Regions from separate parts of the Xenopus laevis genome. Here region 2 is linked to region 1. A link is a contact called in public Hi-C data. All regions are on one chromosome and are shown on one strand. The core of a region is the stretch at or near the end of the contact, and the rest is flanking DNA. Distances in the headings are between cores, read along the strand shown.

Region 1 (6,658 bases), core at 3,610-6,109:
ATATTTTATGGTCATTCCCTATTTCTTTATGGGAAACAAATGCTTAATAATGGAAGAATATATTAAGTAGATATAAAAGACTAGGATAATAAAGAGGTTGAGTGAGGAGAGGAGGAATAATAGTTTGGAAAGTGAGTCCATGGTCTAAGGTGGGCCCACAGTCTAAGGTTTCTGGTGCGCCCCAGGCATCCCAGTCTGACACTGCCCCCGGCACCAACCAGGGAACAGCACCCTAACTGTTACATGCCCGTCTATTTGCACTCACAGTTTATACCCCTCTCTGTACATCCTACTGAACTCTCCCTTCTCCTTAGAACTAGATTCATTAATTTCCTGCAGCCCTGCCCCTGTACCCACAGGTGGTGCAATGGTGCAGGAGAAAGTGGGCTCTTGCCGGACACCCCTTTCCTGCAGACCCCCTGAGAGTTAACCACAAATTCAATTCTCCCAGATAGACAGCACCACACGTTCAGAAAGAATTCCTTAAAAAGCCTTTATTTGACAAGGGCTTGTATAAAACAGAATAACAGGCTCGGACTGGCAATCTGTGGGTTCTGGCAAATGCCAGAGGGACTGCTTTAAGGTGCCATAGACAGTTACTATCTATTGGGCTGGTGGGGGGGCTTTGGACCTCTGTGCACCCAAAATGCCAGGGTCTAGTTTAGGGCCAGGTTAGGCTGACCGGGCTCCCAAGGCAACCCAGCTGGCCACCGTGCGCTCCTCATGCCCGTGCGTTTACTCTTGCGTGCGCACCAGATGAGGTAGAGTGCAACAGAGGGGAGGGGAATGTGAAGGAGGGGCAGGGAACACGATGGAGGTAGGGTTGCCACTTGGCTGGTGATTTACCGGCCTGGACGGTAAAAATTATGGTTGATCCCAATGTTATTAATAGGGAAAAATGATCAATATATAGGAAGGCCGGTATTTTTTTCTGGAAAAGGATGCAAACCTAGATGGAGGGGAACGAGACGGTGGGGAGGATAAGGTGACAGGAGGGAGGAGAGTAAGGGGTGCAAACCCAGCTAGCTGGGTAGACAGAAGACAATTTTAGAGGTAGCTGCCAAGCACCCCTCTATTATTGCGCCCTAGGCAGCTGCCTCTTCTGCCTACAACTAGTTCCATCCCTGGCCTAGTTTGATTGTCAGCCGCTGCCTAGACCTACCAGCTGCTAAATTTTATATGAGTTACATATGGTTACCCATATATCTGACCACAGGATATGAGTGTGTGAATGAGATATGGAATTAGATTGCAAGCTCCACTGATGCAGGGAATGATGGGCATGCTGTATAATCTCAGTACATAGCTGCAGAATATGTCAGTGCTATATAAATAAAGTATAATAATATTTTTTGGATCCTCCCTGTTCTAAACCCCATTATTGGCAAGTATACCTAATTGTTTTGTACGTCATGAAATATCACGTTTGTTTATTAATCCATTTAACGTGTGACAATGGCCAAAATCTTATCTGCCCAAATAATGACCCCCCACCACCTGCACATTTATACTACTGGCACCAACAGGGGCTTCTCTCGTCTGCCACTATCCATACAATAGAACTCACCCCAGAGTGTGACATGAAACTGGGTCCCCACCTGCTGTGGTGCTTTGCTATTGTGTATCATATCCCTGTCACTCATTGTGTTCCACCCCAATCTTGTCCCTCTCATTGTCACCTCAGTGTCACCTCTTCCTGGGTATTCCCCTCCTATTCACACGACAGGATTCTGCTCCCCATAGAATGTAGCCCTTATGGCCCCAATGTATACTGATAATAGCAGTGATGTGTTTATGGGTCAACTCTGTCCTATGCCCAAACTGTATATAACAGAGTTTAACTGTGCAATGCATGACATATTCAGCAACCTCAGTATTATATTGCATGGACTAAGAGGAAATCAAATTAATATCCAGAGAGGCAAATATGCTGATTCAGTGCATGTCTCCACGGGCTGTAAAGTGATACGAAGGCTCCCTGCTGGGGCCCAACAGTGCAAAAGAATAGCCAAAAAATAATAATAACAAGCTTGACAAGTGACTATTCATAGAGATAAAAAAGCTCTATCTGTTCCATCACTGGCGTTACTGGGCATTGCACAAAGCCGGAAATTAATCCCCCCCCCTCTGTCAGCCACAGACCCCGTTTCAAACTGAGCATCAAATAACAGAAAATCTCTATATTCCAGCAAATGTCTTAAGATTTTTATTAGTTTATTGGCTGTGGGGCAGCAGGGAGGAGAGGGCTTGAGAGCTGGGTGACCTCTGTAGCCCAGGGGCATGAAGGAAGGGTACTTTTTTGCTGGTCAGTGAAACAAGGTAGAGATCTGGCAGGTAAGTCACATGTTACATAGAGCATGAATCTTGTTGCTAGGTAGGTTCAATGACCTTAGCAACCAGCCATTTGTTCAAGTCTCAAAAGAAAGCATGAATAGGACAAGATCTGGTCTTCTCTTATTCATCCTTTCTTCTGAGACTTGAACAAATGGCTGGTTTCTAAGACCAGTGAACCTAGTAAACTAAAATAACACGGCTACAATAATTAATAATAAACAATAATTAAAGGGGAACTACGGCTTCCAAACCAAAATTTGATAAAGAGACCCACATAACACAGAAACCCGTAATATATCCATCACAGTTACCTGTTTCTTTTTAGTAAGTATGAATAAATGCCATTTCTATGCTGAAGTCCAGCTATTTAACAGTTCTTCCCTTTCTGCCTCATTTGAAATCCTTGCAGGGAAGGATGGACAAAACACTGATGTTACAAATTGTAATAACTTCTCCACAGCTTGCAGACAGCATGCAGAAACTACATAACCCACAATGCATTGCACTGCGATTGTGGGAATTGTGGGGTTTGGAGGATGCAGGCTGAGGACAGCTGGCGGCTGATACAAAGCAACAGTAGTCAGGCAGCTTAGCAAAGTAGTCAGAGAGATCAGCAGGAGAGCAGTGGGCTAGGCTTTGGGAACTGTTCCAAACCATTAAAAATTATGAGAAGTCTGCAGTGATGTATATTGCAAAGTTGCTGGAAATTACGTTTACTTTTCAAATAGCTTATGTTATGTTTGTGTTGAGTTCTCCTTTAATAATAATAAAAAAAAAAAATAATAAAGCAAAGCTGAAGGCCACCTGCATTATTGCTTAGATACCAAAATTGAATTTACTGATTGTGTCCCCTTTAAGGTTTAGCCATGTATGGTGTCTTTTTGTAAATAATCCCACTCACAAACACATAGGCAGGTTTGTGTTAGTACAATGGGGTGATTATTCATGAGTGAAATGTTCCTTACAGGAATACAGAGAGTCACCCTTCATTATTTTAAGCAAATTTCCAACTTTCTGTGGTTCAATGTGTTTTGGTTATTGAGAAACACCCCTCCCCCCAATGTTGACACTGTTGCCTTGTCAACATCTCTTGATTTTGTAAAAGGGGATGCTGGAAGCTGTGTGGTAATAATAGTTTGACAGCAGAAAACTAAACATTACTTACTTATATACTGAAAGTATCTAGCAATTTTTACAGACTGAAATGCACCAGTACCGCCACTATCACTAAAGTGAATGGGAATGTGTATAATAAGTCAATATGGTGTGATGTCAGGGGATGGAGTTTTATATATCTATTCCCCAGGTACCCCTGAAACTATAGCAGGGTGACTGTTACCCCAATGTTTCTATATATCTGTAACCTTGTTATGAGCTAAGGGGGCACAGCATGAAGGCCAGTTAGGGTGAGATTTGGGGTGAGTGTTTATTTGTGTCCTGGGCAAATCTAGAACTATAGCAGGTAGGGTTGCCACCTGGCCGGTATTTTACCGGACTGGCCGGTAAAAATGTAGCTTGATGCCAATGTTATTTATAGGGAAAACCGATAAAAAAATAGGAAGGCCGGTATTTTTTTCCAGAAAAGGAAAAGATGGCAACCCTAATAGCAGGGTGACTGTTACCCCAATGTTTCTATATATCTGTAACCTTGTTATGAGCTAAGGGGCTCAGTCTGAAGGACAGTTAGGGAGAGATTTGGGGTGAATGCTTATTTGTGCCCTGGGTACCCCTGGACCTATAGCAGGGTGACTGTTACCCCAATGTGTCTATATATCTGTAACCTTGTTATGACCTGAGGGGGCTCAGTCTGAAGGCCAGTTAGGGGGAGATTTGGGGTGAGTATTTATTTGTGCCCTGGGTACCCCTGGAACTATAGCAGGGTGACTGTTACCCCAATGTTTCTATATATATCTGTAAAGTTGTTATGAGCTAAGGGGACCCAGCCTGAAGGTCAATTAGGTATAGCTAATTGTAAACACAACATTCTTTCTCTGTCCATTTGAATGTATACACGAATGTGCAGCTGCCATGTTACTTTCCTGGATTTAAGACATTGAGAAACGTTTCCCCCTTACTTCGTTTACCCTGTTTTTAAACACACATTGTTCTAGTCGCAGCACGTCTGTGTTATAGATAAGAGCTAACCGGCTTATCCAGTCTGCCTGCTGACATTATCCTAAAACTAAAATCACCCTTCAGACTTGATTCATGTTGAAGTCATGATCTGATTCACAAGTATTTATTGTCTTGCAGCCTTTCCTATAGCGATGACAACCTGTGGCCCTATTGCTGAACTCCTCGAAAGGCTGTAATTCCATACTTCGCCCCATTTCATCAGTGCCTCTGTCTCTTTGTGGCTTTTCTCAACACAGAATACTTTGTGATACACAGGGAAAAAAAAAAATTAATTTTATTTGTTATGAATGAATAAGTAGAGTTTCTTAGGCTGCTATCCCTTTAAGCATTTGTACACACCCATTTTCTTGCCCCGCCTTTTCAGGTGGGCTTTGTACTGCTGTTTTGAGATTCCTTCCAAAACAAGCTCAGTGTGCAGAGAGGAATGAGAGAGAAAGCAACTGTTGCAGGCTGCACTCTGGATCCGCCCACTTCCTTGCCCCTCCCATGTGGGTGTGTCCTGTGCACTCTGTACTTGGAGGTTAGGCAGGCACTATCAGTCTGCACTTAACAGGGACAGAGGAAGCATCTGTGTGGAGCAGAGGAAGAGCTCAGAGCTTCCCAAGTGATGGGGAGATCTAGGCTGGGGGTCCCTGGATTATTTCTTATCAACCCTGGCTGGGAGGTGTCTATCTCCCCTTGCATTGCCCTGCACCAACCCTCCTGGATTACTGCCTGCTGCTGAGATTTGGATTTTATTTGCACATTTAGCCCAGAGATTAACCAAGTTTCTTTGCCAACATGTTAAGGAGGGTTCTGCTGAGCTTCTTCATGATGATTCTTATGGACAGAGGGACCTCACAGCAGTACTCCAGTGACATGTGCAATTGGAAAGGAAGGTAAGACCCTTGGGATCCTGGTATTGCCTCATGCAGGTCCTGTGCCATATCAGGCAAAGGCTGTGCCAATGTCTAAGGTGGACAAGGGGAGTTTTCAAGATTCTGATGCTGTGTGTGGCATCAAGATTTTCAGTAATGATAACAGTAAATGCTCCATATTAGCCAGTCCGGTTTTGTTACAATATACTTGGCACCTTGCTCCCTGTGTGTTCAAATATACTGTATATTTTTTAATATGAGCACCTGGTTCTCAGGGTGTTACTGTATTATATCCCAATCAATCTGGGCACCTGGCACATTGGGTGTTGCAATGTAACCAGTAACAGGACAGGTGTTAGTAGCAGTTTGACACTGTTGTGAGGCACAAACAAACTTGTATGTGTAACGCTAAATTCCTTTACACCGTGGCCAGAGACCGTGCTCCGTTCCTATGGAATGTGGTTTACGTGGAGTGTGTGCTGAAGATTTTGGGTGCTGAGATGTTTGCTATGCCCCAATGCCAGCCAGGGAGCAAAAGTTGTCAATTCATGGGTATATATTTTATTCTGACACTGTTCCACAGGGTGGGAAATGGGATTAGGCACTAGAAGTAAAGTATTACCAGTATAGTAGTACCAGGGAGGGTTCTGAGATTTAGACATTATGGAACTACAGGAAACCCTTTATTATACAATGTATATGTCCACAACTTGGTTTTCCCTGTTAAAGTGCCAATCTGAATGTCCAGTGAGAAATTGGCCACCCAGGCGTTAAACTGGCTGCTTGTATGTTTGCTGTGTTTATAACCTGCAGCTGATTAAATGAAAGGGTTATTCTGAGCCTAATGTTTAGTCAGCCTTTAGAGCCGATTGTAAAAGCCAGCTGATCATCAGATGTTTGTGCACAATGGGACGTCCCAGGCCAGAGCCCAACGCTCCCATATCCAACAGGCATGACAGACGCAAAGATCTGATTGTAAGATCAACGTACGATCAGACTTCCCCATTTCCTGACCTGCCACTAACCATTGCGATCAAATAAAGTAGAAAAGAACAGATCAGACGATGTTCTGCCCCTGACAGCAATCGTACGAAAGTTAAGTCCGACCAAAGCTGTCGCCAGTCTCCCTCTGAAAATCATACGATCGGCAATACATGCAGAGATATTATCGGCAGCCAACAGAAATCTTTTAACATGTTTGTTCGACCAAACGACCGATCTCTGCCGGACGAAAAATGTCGGGACTCTCCACACACGGTCCGAAAATCGTACGAATCCTCGATTCGTACAATCAGATCTTTGCGTCTATGGTCAGCTTTAGGGTTCAGTTG
Region 2 (7,519 bases), core at 2,291-4,790, 55 kb after region 1:
TTGATTAATGCAGCTCAGAGCCATGCAATATTGTATATAGATACAGGTGCAGTGAATATGAATATCAGATGTCACAACACATTTAATTTACACAACAGGCTGAACACTTAAGATGCTATCCCAACGGGGCCCAGATTGTGCCTTGTGTTTAACCCCCTGCGTTCCAGAATCTGCCACTGAGGCAGACACATCACTGGCACAGGCACAGATAGTGGGGCTTATTCACTGACATCCCTAGACAATCAGCATTGATCAGTCTATTCCACGTAAATCTCAGCATGGCTTTTTAAATGGGAGAATTTAAAAAAATAAAATATTTTTTCTGTTTATTTCCCCTTAGGTCACAGAGAATGAAGTCCCTGTGTATTGTGGCTAAGCTATGTACTTGCATTGCATTGTGGGAGCTGCCATAATCGCAGGGAGAGGTTGGGACCCCTATAACATTTGCATTGATGGAAGCAGCAGCTACGTAGGATGTGGGCAAGCTTCTATAAACATTTATCCTAAAATAGGGCTCATAATAGTTCCCTTCTATATCCAGCTCCCCCTCCCATACAGAGAAGGGCACGGTAGCAATTGTGGCTTTAAGATGAAAACTCAGCAGTTCCATGCATGGGACCTGACCTGGAACATATATTTAGTTCTGGCTGCACACATCAGCAGATAAAGGGGAGGGAAAGTCGTAAACAAAAATCTGTCTAATAGCTGAAATTCTAAGCAGCTTTCCTGTATACATTTGTTCCACATTTCCACTGCCTTTAAAGTTATCTGTAAATGTAATTGCTATTGGAAGTTATTGCATGTACTACAGGCATGGGACTAGAATGCTCAGGATAAGGGGAAAATTTAGTAAGCGGCAAAAATTCGCCAGCAGCGACTTCGCACCCATCGCAACACTTTGCCAGGTGAAAATTCGCTCACTACACAATTTACTAAAATGCAAAGTTGCGTCCAGGGCGCTGAACGCTGGCGAATTTTCGCTAGCGTTACTTCGGCAATGCGAGCAAATCAAAGATGCGCTAGAGTTCAATTCTGCCTAGCGCAACCTCGTTAGAGGCGGAAAATTTAAAGTTGAATGGACGTATATGTTGCAGCAAATACATTACATTACACAAGCCCAGGGAATCTTAATAAAGACAATAGCATTGTTATAATGCCCTACACATGAGCCCACTGTATAGTTAATGTTCCATATGTTAGAAAATGTATGGGGGAACCCAGTTACCCAAAAAAAAAAAATTTAAGGACTTTTGCAGGCTATCACTCTGAAAAAAGGAAAAGACGCCAGCGTCCATTTTCCACTAAAAAAATATATGTAAGTAACAGAAGATTGAGGAAGATCTATGCACTCCAGTGCACTTTGCCTGGACTGAGGTGGCGAAGGCAAGTCTGGCGAAAGAGGTAACGTTCAGTAAAATCTGCAATTTAGTGAATTTGCGGAGTAACGTCCATTTGCCAAAGTGACAATTCGTCTGGCGATAGAGTGCGAATCACTGCTAGCGTCTGTCTCCTTCACTAGAGAAGTGACATCTGTGCCCATCGGCAAAGTCCCTAAAAAAACGGTAACGCTGGCGAATCTTCCTCACCGTTAGTCACTTCGCCAGTGTCGGACTGGCCCACAGGGATACCAGTAAAACTCCGGGTGGGCCCAGGTGTAAGTGGGCCCTCATGCTGCTAGACATTTGGCCTATTTCATGGTCATTCCCTATTTCTATGAGAACAAATTGACTAAATAGATGGAATAATAGATAATAGTATGTAAAGAAAAGGAAAATAGATGAGTGAGGAAAGGAAGAATAATAGTACTAAGAGTGGGCCCTTGGTCTAAGATTAATTGGTGGGTCCCTAGTCAAAGGTTTTTTGGTGGGCCCCTGGTGTCCCAGTCCGACACTGCACTTCGCCCTTTTGTACATCTGCCCCTAAGTCTACTAATCTGACATTTAAAAACAAATGAAACCGAATAGAATTGTTATGCATCCAATAAGGATTAATTATACCTTATTTAAGATCAAGTACATGATACAGTTTTATTATTAGAGAGAAAAAGGAAATCATTTAAAAAAAAATGAATTATTTAATTTTATCAGTCTGTATAGAAAATACCACAACCCTATGCCAGTATACTGTATCTGAAATTGCCCCTTTATAGGGAACATCCAACAGGGCAAAATAGACCTCTCTTCTATACAAATAAAGTCCCATTGTGTATGAATAAACAAACCTGGGCACCTATTATATGCCTTACAGGTAGGATAGAATCCATACTAAAATGCCACTACATAAATAGTAAGGAACATTTCATTGAATGATCTGTGGCTCAGCAGCACATGCCAGTGATACATTGCAGGCTGCTAAACTAAGCCTGACACTTATTCCAAACAACTCAAAAAGACTCTCTTTATGCTGCTGACAGACACACAGACAATTGGTTAGTGGATTGACTGTTCTTACCTTTCACATAATGACTTTTAAACAGTCATTAACTGATTTCAAAGGCCCCTCTTTCAGTGATGGGGGGTGAACGGAGCTGCATGGCAGGCCTGAGGGATATACAATATATAAACAAAGGAAAAAGTCAAATCACACATGGTTATGAGTAGCAGTCTGCAAAAGTCTTGTCTTTCCTGGTCTCTTTGCAGCACCGTCCATGTGCAATGAAACACTCTGGGACCTGACAGCATGTACTCTGTGTTACGCCTCCCTACACTTTCCATGTATTCCTCTTCAACCTTATTATCCCTCCTGCAGATACCTTTCATGTATAGCTTTTCCCCACCCCATGTGCATGTCTGTTGACCAAACCTTCCAAGTAAACCTCTTCCCCAAAATCTTTCAAATCCTTCTCATTAAACCTTCCTATACCTTCCAAGTTTTGCTCTTCAACCTCCTCATCCCCCCTACAGATACCTATCATGTAGACCTCCACGTATACCTCTTCTTTTGCCACCTCATTACTCCACCCTGCAAGTTCCGTGTATATCCCTTCTTCAACCTTACCCAATACTTTTCATGTACAGCTCTTCCCAATTCTAATTGCATTCCTTATAAATAAACCTTTGATGTAAACCTCTTCCCATCCTCCTAATTACTCTTCTCTACACTTTTCTTGTTCACCATTCCAACGGCTCCTATCTTTAATGTATAAGCTCTACTAATCCAATGTGCATTCCTCCTGACCAAGCCTTCCATGGAAACCATTTTCTATGTATATATTTTTTTCAAACTCCTCATTTCATGTGCAGCTCTTCCTAGTTCTATGTATTCCTGATGACTAACTGTTCCATGTAAATCTCTACCCCAACCTCCATGCTTACCTTTTCCCCAGCCTCCTCATTACTCCTGCATTAACCTTCCATATTTCATACATACCTCATGAAAGGTACAGTATCTGGATGAGGAACAGACTGTAAGCTCTTCTACAGGCCCAGATATTTGGCAAGGCCCGGGCCTAGGGCAGCAAGATTTTAGGGGTAGCATGTTGCCCAGTCGCATTCTATGCACTGGTGATGCACAACTCTTAAAATTTCCTGTACCCTTAATCCCCACTGCACCGTCAGGAACTGCCGCATGAGCACCTACGCTTGGGGGGGGCACTTATGAGGGCTGGGGGGCACAAGGATCCTGTGACCTGGGGGTGGCCAAATTGGAAATCATGGCCTGTTTTTCTACACAGATTGATCGAGCAGCCGTGCCAAAAATAACCATTTATTGGTTACAGGTATGGGAACTGTTATCCAGAATGCACAGGACCTGGGTTTTTCTGGAAAACAGATCTTTCTGTAATTTAGATCATCATATCTTAAGTCTAGAAAATCATAAATAAATTATAAATAAATAGTCCCAACAGGCTGGGTTTGCTTCATATAAGGATTAATTATATCTCCGTTTGGATCAAGTACAAGGTACTGTTTTATTATCACAGAGAAAAGGGAAATCACTTTTAAAAATTCGGTATATTTGAATACAATGGAGCCTATGGGAGACTGCCTTTCTCAAAATCTGAGCTTTCTGGTTAACGGGTTTCCGTATAACAGATCCCATACCTCTGTGTGTGTGTGTGTGTGTGTATATATATTTTTCCCCAACATAAAAACTAATCACAGCTCTGGCTTAAAGGTGGGCTTAGCCACTACAGCTAATTGCCTGTGGTTTTTCTGAAGCCAGTCATTTGCATGATTGGTATTTACAGAAGGAAATTACCAGTTACAAAAAAAGTAAGTCTCAACCCAAGGAAAAAAGCTAAATGTTCCAGGCAAAGTGTGCAGAAACATTTTGCCTTTAATAGACATTTTCCCTGGCTCAACCGCAGCCAAAAATAAGAATAAAAGCCGGACTATTTCCATAACTTTCTCTAACTGAGAAGCCAGCAGAGTCAATACGACTAAGTGCCAGGGATGGGGATACAGAAGATTACGTTCCATTGTCAGTCTGGCTCTCTCATATAAATCTGGGCCATTTGGTGATTTTCTGCAGGGAATCTATAGTGACACAATACAAACAGGGACATTCTTATGAACCAGGAGCATTCCCCGGATCTGCCCCCCCATCTTAGTTCTCATGGTGATGATAAACTTCACTCTCTTCAGCTTATTCAAGATAACACAGTGTGTACTAATGCAACAACACAGCCAAAAGCAGGATTAATGTGAAATAAACAGAGATACAGACTGGTCCCTCAGCTCCCCACGTACCAGGCTGAGAAATGGGTTACTGACTGTGCTGGGGCACAATATTGTCTTCCAGGGCACAGAAAAGAGTGTCAGTTGCCTTTTTACCTTTGTGGCCCATTAGGATTTATTTTCTTAAAATAAAAAAAGGAAAGTTGTCCTAGCCAAAAAGGGCTGATTCTTCCACTGTCAGTCTGTATAAGCTTTTCGTTTACAAGGGGAAGACATCAATAAGTTCAACAGATGCAGGGGAACGTTTCTCTGGGTACAGGGTGGGATATATTTTCTGACAGTTTACACAAGTCTGTTTTAAGATGTTGTTAAACTCCGGCCCCAGCGACAGTGATGGAGTGAGAGAAAATGAAAGACGTGCCGAAGGGACTGGAGGGGAAAGGCAGTTACAGCTCTGCTAAATACACACTAGACACACTCTTCTACAGGGCTGTTATTTTATGTCATGGCTCTTTTAGGGATTTTAAAATATCTGCCTAAAACAGGGAGGTTATTCATTTTAAATTAAGATTTCTGAAGTAGGGATGGATTGAACCCAAATCTTTCAGTAAGGATTTAGCCAAATCCTGAACTGAATTCAAATTAGGGAAAGGAGGGGGAGAAAAGATTTGTACAGAAAACCCGTTTAATACCCCCTTATTCATGTGACCTAAAGTCACATGATTTTAAAGGACAACTAAAGCTTTACTCAGCAAGTCCAGTTGTTTTTCGATCTACCTATACTAGATATACCATGACCTGGATGAATGCAAATCTTCATAGTCAACTAAAGCTTAAGTAAAGAAGTAGGGTAGACATGTTGTTCATTATGTTTTGTGCTTCTGTACCAGCCCAAGTGCTTCTGTACCAGCCCAAAGCAGTAAAGATCTATGCCTCCAAAGATGCCCCAGTAGCTCCCCATCTTCTTTTCTCCTGATTCACTGCACATGCTCTGTGCTGCTGTCACTTACTGAGCTTAGGGACCCACACACATCATACAATACACATAGAATAGAAATGTCACAATATAAGGCTGATGTCAGCTCAGAAACCAGTGCAACTAGCATCAGAATTTAATAATCAGCCCTGTAGCATCAGCTTATATTTTAGACCAACCTCATTTTCTGCTTGATAATTTGTGACGACCCCTAAGTTTAGCTTCTCAACAGCTGCTCAGAACCCAATGAGTGCTGCAAACACTTTCCAAGATGGTGACCCCCTGTGACAAGTTTGAAGTCCTGGATCATTGCTGCTATTGACAAGCTGAAATTTTAGGCTGGTGCAATAAGTTCAGTACATAAAATATGGCATTTTTAACCATATTCATTTTTAGGGTTTAGTTCTCCTTTAAGGGTTCATAATTCTGCCAGACTAGGATACATGCCCCACAGGGTGCAACCAGGTCCGGACTGAGAATCAAAATTTCATGTACACAGAGGCCCAGTCAGCCCTCACCAGCCCACTAAATACTGACTTTCTATGGCACCTTATAGCATTTGCCAGAACCCACAGATTGGGGCCTGGGTGCAACTTTACCAGAGCAGAAGAATCCACTGAAATCCAGTGAGCCCTGCAAAACTGCAAGGTTCGTGGCTGCAAGCTGATGGCATGGAGGGGAGTGGTGTCCAGTGCAAAGTTAGGGTCCTGAGGACCATAATCATTTAGTAAAACTACTGCAACAGACTTCATATGCCCCTAAACTGATAGTCTAGTCTTGCTCAACTGGCCCATAACTAGTCTACAGTTCCTCCCCTAATATTCCATTCCCTGCCTGCTCAGAGCTCTGCCTACTGTTTTTACCCGAAGATGGGGATCTGCAGAGGAAAAGGGAGAAAAAGAAAAGCAGAGAGTAGAGGAACATGTGAGATATACAAGAAACACATGAAAGGGTGGAAAGATATAAAGACAAAGCGAGAGAGATTTTTTGTAGGTGCGGTTTCACAAAGGCAGGTGTGGATTAAAAAGGGGGGTGTTTTTGCAGGTGTTATTTATATTCTACACCCCCCCCCTTCGGACTAACATCTATTTATGTCTGTATACGTGTTGGTAGATCTTATACAGGTATGGGACCTGTTATCCAGAATGCTCGGGACCTGGGGTTTTCCGGATAACGGATCTTTCTGTAATTTAGGTCTTCATGCCTTAAGTCTAATAGAAATTAATTTAAACATTAAATAAACCCAATAGGCTGATTTTGCTTCCAATAAGGATTAATTATATCTTAGTTGGGATCAAGTGCAAGCTACTGTTTTATTATTACAGAGAAAAAGGAAATCATTTTTAAAAATTTGGATTATTTGGAGAAAATGGAGTCTATGGGAGACAGCCATTCCGTAATTCGGAGCTTTCTGGATATCGGGTTTCCGGATAAGGGATCCCATACCTGTAGTTACATGTGTTGGACTTCATTGTACTAGATCTACAAGATGCAAGAAACCCTATTTAAGCTTGCCTCAGATTACTCTTGATTGACTTCAATGGGTCACCGCTCTACTAGGAGTATTAACACCATTAGCATTGTACTGTGTCACCCTTCCCAAAACTATTTAATGTATCTGTTTCACAGAAAGAATTGCATCCCTGGATATCTTTCTGTTCTCTGGAAAGATCTATTGTTGAAGAGTGTTTATTGCAGGGGTTGCTGGGAGCTGTAGTGCAACTAGAAGGAGATTTTGGGTATGAACTCTGCTGCTAGATTGTCATTTTGCCTCTTTCCCTAATGACAATACAGGGCTGAGAGACTACATTGACAAAGCGTAGGAATTAGCACTGAGCAAACACTGTGTTCTAACAGGTGTCACTCAGATAATGCAGCTTTTATTGGGAGTATTTGCCCAGCTATCGGAGCAGACATTAGTGAC

Evidence for each region. A called contact is a pair of places that touch in the nucleus more often than the background predicts.
Region 2: a contact with region 1 is called in a Hi-C map of the XTC cell line, with 4 times the contacts expected there. The contact joins the enhancer-like site here to the promoter of metrnl.S in region 1. A contact is called at or near these places in 2 of 4 Hi-C or Micro-C datasets (the XL177 cell line and the XTC cell line).

What each region holds. Positions count from the first base shown.
Region 1 is chr9_10S:43,835,437-43,842,094 of Xenopus_laevis_v10.1, forward strand. It overlaps metrnl.S (meteorin-like protein), which reads left to right and starts at 4,860. Exons shown (of 4, transcript XM_018238568.2): 1 at 4,860-5,348. The coding sequence starts at 5,251.
Region 2 is chr9_10S:43,892,066-43,899,584 of Xenopus_laevis_v10.1, forward strand. No RefSeq gene overlaps it. Among protein-coding and RNA genes, the nearest start is that of trim16.S, 27 kb to the right of the region's middle. Within about 2 kb of position 3,541, at least 1 of the 7 cell types and tissues checked has an H3K27ac peak or open chromatin away from gene starts, as enhancers often do.